Linked DNA regions of Mus musculus: region 2 is linked to region 1. The links are chromatin contacts, called in public Hi-C maps. All regions are on one chromosome and are shown on one strand. Each heading gives the region's core, a stretch centred on a gene start, on an enhancer-like site or on the middle of the called end of the contact. The rest is flanking DNA. Distances are from core to core; before and after follow the strand shown.

Region 1 (3,522 bases), core at 654-3,153:
ATGTGCAGGTAATTATAAGATGCTGGGGACGATAAGAGAATATTTATGTCAGCTCAGTAGTGGGTAGGGCTAACCTCTGGAGATGCATGTGAATATTTGAGCCAAGTTGTTTAATTACTCTGAAGTGCCAGGACAAAAGACCTCACAGAAATAGCATAAGAGCGAAAATATTTATTTGTGTTTATAGGTACAGAGAGTTTTAGTGCATCATTTCAGGTAAGGCATTGTGGAGTAACTTGGAACATGGTAGTAGAGGATGTTCGCATCATAGCAGACCAGGAAACAGAATTAGTAACAAGAAGTAACCAAGTATAAATCAATTCCAGGAATCTATACCCAGCCACCTGCCTCCTCTAGATGGGTCCTATATCCTGAAGTACCACATGCAGCTGAGAACTAAGCTTTCAAACCATGAACATGTGATGAACTCTGTTAGCAAGAGTAGGCAGTACCCTGATTCTTTCCCTCAATTGTTTATAAAGGGCCAACAGGGACAGTGGCCATGGTATTTAATAACATTATTAGTTTTCTTCGTGTCATTGAAACTTTAATATGTGGCAGGAACACTTCACATGAGGGCTGCTTTGTTTTGGTTTTAGAGCACTTTAGTCCACATATTGGAGAAGCAGGTCTAGAAGCTTAGTTCTTCATAGTCTTGAAGAAGGTTAGAGAAATAGGAAGATACAAACCCCTGCGTTGATCCCTCAAATTTCTGCATTGAAGTGGGAGCCCAGTAAGTGGACACTGTCAAACATTTAGCTGTTCCCAAAGACTTGTGACTGCTTCTCAGAGCTAAGGTAGGAAGTGTGGGTGTTGAAAACAAGAAGGGTTCCAGAGTGGACAGTGTGAGCAATAGGAACTCTTCCGTTCCGTGCCCATTTGTCCAATGGAAAAATAATGATCTGGCTCAGCCAAGGATAGGGCTGAGTAATGTGACCTCAAAATCTGGACCACTGTGTTCCTTACATACTGTGTCAGGTCCCTAAGACATCTAAGCTGACAAGAAAGGCTGAGGGTATCAAAAACTCAGAGAAGTCTAGCCCTAGAGTCTACATTCAGAGCAACAACATAGCAAAAGTGTCATTTAGCACCCTGTGTAAGTAGAGAGAATCAATGCTGGTGGCCTCTCCACTGTTCTGAAGGTCAAGTGGCTAAGGACACCTTGTAATTTAGAACAACATGGAAAGTTGAGATGAAGCCATACTTGCAGGCATGGGACAATGAGGCAGAGTGACCTTGATTTGGGAATACCTTCCTGGTTTTTAACAGGGGTGAAATGTTCAGCAGTGGCAGCAGGTGGGGACAATTGTAATAATTGATGCCTATCACTTTCTGTATCTCTCATTACTATAGCCAAATTCTACCCTCTCTCCCCTGACCCGGGGTCTTCAGGTTTCCTGGAACTCATAAATAAAGGATTTGTGCCTAGCTGGATGATAGGATATAAGACTCTGCTCATTGCCATGCGTGGCATGCATTATAATGAACAATACTATATGTAATGTCATATCTTTTTTATCATTTTCACTCTGTACTATTCAACAGAGCTGGGTATATATACTGTTTCTCAAGATGGGAGGGGCAATTGAGGAAAAATGAGGCCCTGGAGGAGAGGCTGTATAAATACAGTGATGGGCCAGCTCATCCAAGGCTTGGGTTGGGCAGGACTATGTTCAGTCACTACAGGTAACCTTTAGGGTACTGATAGCCACACAATCCTGATCCAGCCTGTTCAGCAGTAGTTGTGGGAACTCTGGCTATTTGTGTAATAATCCATGATTCTTTGTTGGATTCTGTGACCTATGCCAAAGTCACCATGAACTAGAGAGCCACATTGTACTCCTTACAACAATCATGATCAGGCAGGGACACTGCAGCACTTACCAATGTTTGATTAGCTGCAATTGCAGCTAAACTTAGTTCTCCTTGGGAAGCATATGGCTGTGACAGATGGTCCAGGAAGGCCCAAATCACATAAGCAGGCTCTTTGTTTCACATTTGCTGAGTTTCCTGATGACTTATTAACAGGAATGCTTCTCTCTCTCTCTCTCTCCCTCCCTCTCTCTCTCTCTCTGTGTGTGTGTGCATGCATGTGTGTGTGTATGTGCACACATGTGTTTGTGTATATGTGCATGTGTGTATGTGTGTGTGTATTCAGGATTAGAAGTTAGAATTGTAGTTATTTCATCCTCAGAGAGTCCCACGCTGTGGTTTTAGGCATATTTCATACCTATTGTATTGTTTACAAAGGATCATGTATTGATGTGGGGTGTAGGTCAGCATGACAACTTAGCTAGAAAGAGAGATAGCATCATCAAGCTAGCTTCTCCATTTGACACTTAGCTCACTACCACGCATGTGGTAAAACACAGTGGAAGGGTCTGCCTTAGAGTAGGCTTATGCTCTATCCTTGACAAAGGTCAAGCTTGATAAAAGGTCAAACATACAAAACATCCTCCTCCATTCCTGCTCAGGAGGAGGTGAGCTACAGTTCTTATCTCACAAATTAAATATGTATTAACTCTCAGAGCTACCTCCGATTCCCCAGAGAAGAGAGTACAGTCCATAAAGTAGAAATAAATGGGTCAAGGAACTGTAGTCTGGCACACTGAGGTGTAAGGGGTTGTTGAAGAAGCCAAGGGGGCCTAAATGGAAGGAGGGAGACAACATGAACTTAAATGCTTTCTGTTCCAGAATGATGAAGAGTATGTGCATGTATTATGTGTATGTGTGTGTGTGTGTGTGGGGGGGGGGGTGATGACACTGACTGCTGTGCAGAGCTGAAATATCCCTAGTGTTGTTTGTGCCTGGGAAGGAACTAAAGATGAGTGATTTAAAATTTTTCCCAAGAGTCCTTCCTCCAGGTGTAATTAGAGAACTTTTCTGTGCTCCATCTGAGTAAAGCCCTCTGTGAATTTGTTCTTCTTTCTTTTCAGTATAAACAAATGAACAAATAAACAAAAAAACCTAAGATCTCTATCATAACATGCCCATTCTCCCATGATAGTTCTATTGGTAACATTTTACCATGTTTATAACCACACCATTTGCTAATTTCCACACCATTACCATGTTTATAACCACACCATTTGCTAATTTCATCAAATAGCATGTCTGTTCAACCATTTTGGCTCTCCATCACATGTTATACCCCACACAAGCACTTTCATAGACCCATCCTGAGATGGTGGTACTCTCCCGGTCACAGTTCATGGCTGAGAAAAACTGAGGCTTGGAGTAGAAGAGGCTTAATGCATATGTACACACTATATAGACCCCAGTGCCAAGAGCAAACCCACATTTTTCAACTCAAGTCTGTGCTTTAAAAAAACAAAAGGTATAAGACTATTCACTGGACTCCATTGCTGAAATGCAAATTGAAATACTTGAGACTGCTCAGCAATGGGAACAAATTTGGAAAGCCCAGCTGGTGGGCTGGTGGGCTGGTGGGGGACTAGAGTGTGCTACAGGCTTCATGCTAGCCTTTTACCTTTGTGAGTACAAAACTGTGCATATTATTGA
Region 2 (3,522 bases), core at 617-3,116, 350 kb before region 1:
CAAGGAGAGGAGCTGCACCTAGCTTAGCATATACAGAACAGGATCCTCCCTCAACTATCACAAAACACAGGGAAGGATACTGTCCGAAACACTCACAACAGACAAGGTTCAGCCATACTCAGTGTCAACAAGACCAAGGCTGAGAAACCATCACCCTAGCAAATGGCACTCTCTCTACACTTGAATTTGCTTAGCTGTGAAGAGAGGATGGCATAAGGAGCTTTGGTCCACGCATATGAACATCACCCCAAGGACTGTAGGCAGGGGCATGGCCTGGGGAGAGAATATGTGACAAGGAGGTGATAGTGTGGTGTCATTTCTCCAGATGTGTTATCTACAGCAGTCTACACAACTGCCCAAATGTGGCTGGTGCCTTATATAGGATCTCACTCTGTGGCTCATGCCAGCCTTTAACCCCCTCTGCAGTTTATGCCAGCTTCGAATTTGTGGCAATTCCCCTGCCTCAGCCTCCCAAATGCTGGGATTAGAGGTGAGGGCCACTCCAAATTCATCAAGTAGATTATTTCTAATCTAATTTTAAAAGGGATATATTCAAATTATATTTCTGTGTGCTGTTGGCCTATATGACCTCTCGGGGGAGCCAAACACCTTCTCTTGACTGTGTGGGAAAACAATCATGACTGTTGTTAGAGAAGGAGATAGAGACAGGGAGGGTGAGGCTTGGTGGAGGCTCTGCTGGGGGAAAGGACTTCAGCATGTGAATGTGGGGAACAGAGTTCAACTTCTCACTTCCACTGAGCAGTCTGTCTTCTGATGCTTCAGAGAGGGACAGACAGCTCAGGAAGCCACTGCCACACACAGGCTCAGGCTGATTAGCCGTTGGATAGCAGAGTTCTGCCTGCTGCTAATGCTCATCAAGGTCCTCTTTTTGTCCCCAGGGAACAGCAGGGGAAGAAGGCAGCCCAGGGCCAGCTGGTCCACGGGGAGATCCTGGTGCTCCTGGTCTCCCAGGGCCACCAGGAAAGGGCAAGGATGGGGAGCCGGTAAGTGGTGGGCTGACATGCTTTGAGCTTTTGGAAGCCAGGCTGACAGGGGAGAAGAGAACAGAGCAAAAGCAAAGACTTATTTTAGAAAGCAAGCCCTAGGTGATGCACAAGATGTCTCTTGGCCCAGGGACATAGTCCTGTCGTCAATCAGCGTGCTTAAAAATAACAAGAAAGTAGAAAACTTTCAGTGTTTCCTAACTCATGAATTACTGCTGAAATCTGTGACTTAATCCTTTCAGCCTGTGGTTGACCACAGGAAACTGGATCCCTGGCAGGGCAAAACTGCAAATGGGCACACAGGGTAGCTGTACACTAAGCCAGCTCGTAGCACACGGGGTTCTGGCTGCAGGCTCAGGATCCAAGGGAAACAAACAAGTTTCAGAGTACCCAGTGGTGGTTGTGGCACACACACACACACACACACACACACACACACACACACACACACACAGAGAGAGAGAGAGAGAGAGAGAGAGAGAGAGAGAGAGAGAGAGAGAGAGGATTCTTGGTCCACACTGAGCTCCTCCAGCCAAAAATAGACTTACATTTCAAGTGTGTGTATGAGTGCCTTTACTAGGCCAAGCTCATCAGCTAGAAATGGAGTCCCTATCCAGAGTGTGATAAAGAAGGAGACTAGGTTTAGGGGTCATGGGGTCAAGTGAGCCTGGCTTTGAAGCTTGATCTTGCTGCTTCCTTTTGGGTGGCCTTAGCATGGAGACCAGAAGTAGAAAAACACAATAAGGAACAGTGACACTTGTGTTTGTCCAAATAAGGTCAGGAGGTGGCAGAGTCGGGAATCACACCCAGGACCTATGATGGAATGTACTCACATTGCTCTCCAACTACTGCTCCAGCAGAGGGCAGCAACCTGGTATGTGTTGAGTGGTTCAGCTCTCATGGATCTATGTTGTTCATTTCAACAGGGACTACGTGGACCACCTGGGTTACCTGGTCCCTTAGGAATCAAGGTGAGTGCTTGTCTAAGCAAATTGGAGATGGTACCTGTGACCACTTAGAGGGTATGTACTTTTTTGTTTTTATTTTTTTGTTTTTTTTTTTTTTGGTTGTAAGCATCTCTGGTTACCTCAACCCCTCCCACATTTTTTCATACAGGAATTCTTGAGATGGTGATGTACTACCCACAGCAGTAACACTGATTAAATTATTAGAAAAGTACTGTTTTTCACCCGGCCTAGCCAAGGGCTAAGTCTTCTCTTGGGGTGTGTGTGTGTTGGGGTGGGGTCCTGGTCTAGTCAGGGATAGCAATATTATCCTGGTATTTCTCTGTCTTTCCCCAAAGCCTTGGCATACATGATGAGTAGGGATAGAGAGGGAAGATGATGTTAGGAAAATGTTTGGGGCCAGCACTGGAAATTGGTTATTATGTCCAGCCACCAAATTCTAGTGATGTTCATGACAAGAAGGCCGGAGAATATCAACTTAGTTGCATACCCAAGAGGAAGAAGAAAATGGATGAACACCAGCCAAACTCTCCCTCAATTCACCAGCTACTACAGTTCTAAAAAGGCAATATCCCCTTGAGTCAGCAGGGGAAAACCCAAAGCTCTCCCTACACAGAATCCCACTTCATTTACTCAAGTTTACCTGAATGGCCAGTACCTTATTATTTTAATTGTGGCACATCTACAGGGTAGACTGTAGGACATAATACTGTTAGTGGTACATTCCTTGGCCTCTTTCAGCTCTCGAATCAGGGGACAATTGGATGAGGAAACGGCAAAGTAGGCAGGTAGTTGAGAAGGGGATGAGAGGGCTGAGGGGGGTCAGGAAGGCTCTTATCCTGCTTTGGTGGCTTCTTGAAGACTGAGCTACTTGTCCTCATTTGAAATTGCATGCAGCCATAATGTGGGATAAAGAAAGTGTTATTGTAGGCCTTGGTGAGGGGCTGCAGGGGACACTAAGACATGGGAAGCAGCAAATTCAACTGTAGCCACACCCATATACAGTGAGAGTTAGGATGCCAACTCAGATACATGGAGTTGAGAGGATGTGGGCCAGAGTCACTCATTGATCTTAGGATTGGGGCTCGGACATTTAATAAGATATGCATATTTAAATATTCATAAGTATCTTATTATAAAATCACTTCTTACCACTTGTGCCTATTCATAAAAACAATTTCCTTAAAATGTCCTTCTTGCCAGTGGTGACACATGCCTATAATCCCAACCTTGAGAGGAAGAGCTAGAGATAGGAAGATTTATTTATTTTTTTTAAGTTTGAGGCTAGACTGGGGTCATGAGGTTGGATCTAGGCCAGTTCAGGCTACAGAGTAAGGGTCTCTTGAACAAAAACAGCTTAAAAACATGAAGAACATATTCTTTTGTATCTTCTACTTCTAATGGTCTTGTCATCCAGCAAGTCACCCTGAAACTGCTAGCTCTTTCTGAAGCACACTACCGCCCATCCCAGATGGCCATCTTAGGTTATCAGATATGTTGCAGTGATTTGGGAGTTTTATTCCCAGCTTTAGAGTCCAACCACCTGATGGGAG

Evidence for each region. A called contact is a pair of places that touch in the nucleus more often than the background predicts.
Region 2: a Hi-C map of cortical neurons shows a contact between it and region 1, with 2.4 times the contacts expected there. The contact joins two enhancer-like sites. A contact is called at or near these places in 1 of 15 datasets of contacts at CTCF or cohesin (the NIH/3T3 cell line), 1 of 484 Hi-C or Micro-C datasets (cortical neurons) and 1 of 115 datasets of contacts at active chromatin or transcription factors (the NIH/3T3 cell line).

What each region holds. Positions count from the first base shown.
Region 1 is chr15:71,540,847-71,544,368 of GRCm38.p6, reverse strand. All of the region lies in intron 3 of Fam135b (family with sequence similarity 135, member B), which reads left to right. Among named protein-coding and RNA genes, the nearest start is that of Fam135b, 190 kb to the left of the region's middle. Within about 2 kb of position 1,903, at least 21 of the 459 cell types and tissues checked have an H3K27ac peak or open chromatin away from gene starts, as enhancers often do. A contact at or near this core is called in cortical neurons, where this site is marked.
Region 2 is chr15:71,887,970-71,891,491 of GRCm38.p6, reverse strand. Col22a1 (collagen, type XXII, alpha 1) reads left to right here. Exons shown (of 64, transcript NM_027174.1): 38 at 900-1,004; 39 at 1,931-1,975. Among named protein-coding and RNA genes, the nearest start is that of Col22a1, 140 kb to the left of the region's middle. Within about 2 kb of position 1,866, at least 36 of the 459 cell types and tissues checked have an H3K27ac peak or open chromatin away from gene starts, as enhancers often do. A contact at or near this core is called in cortical neurons, where this site is marked.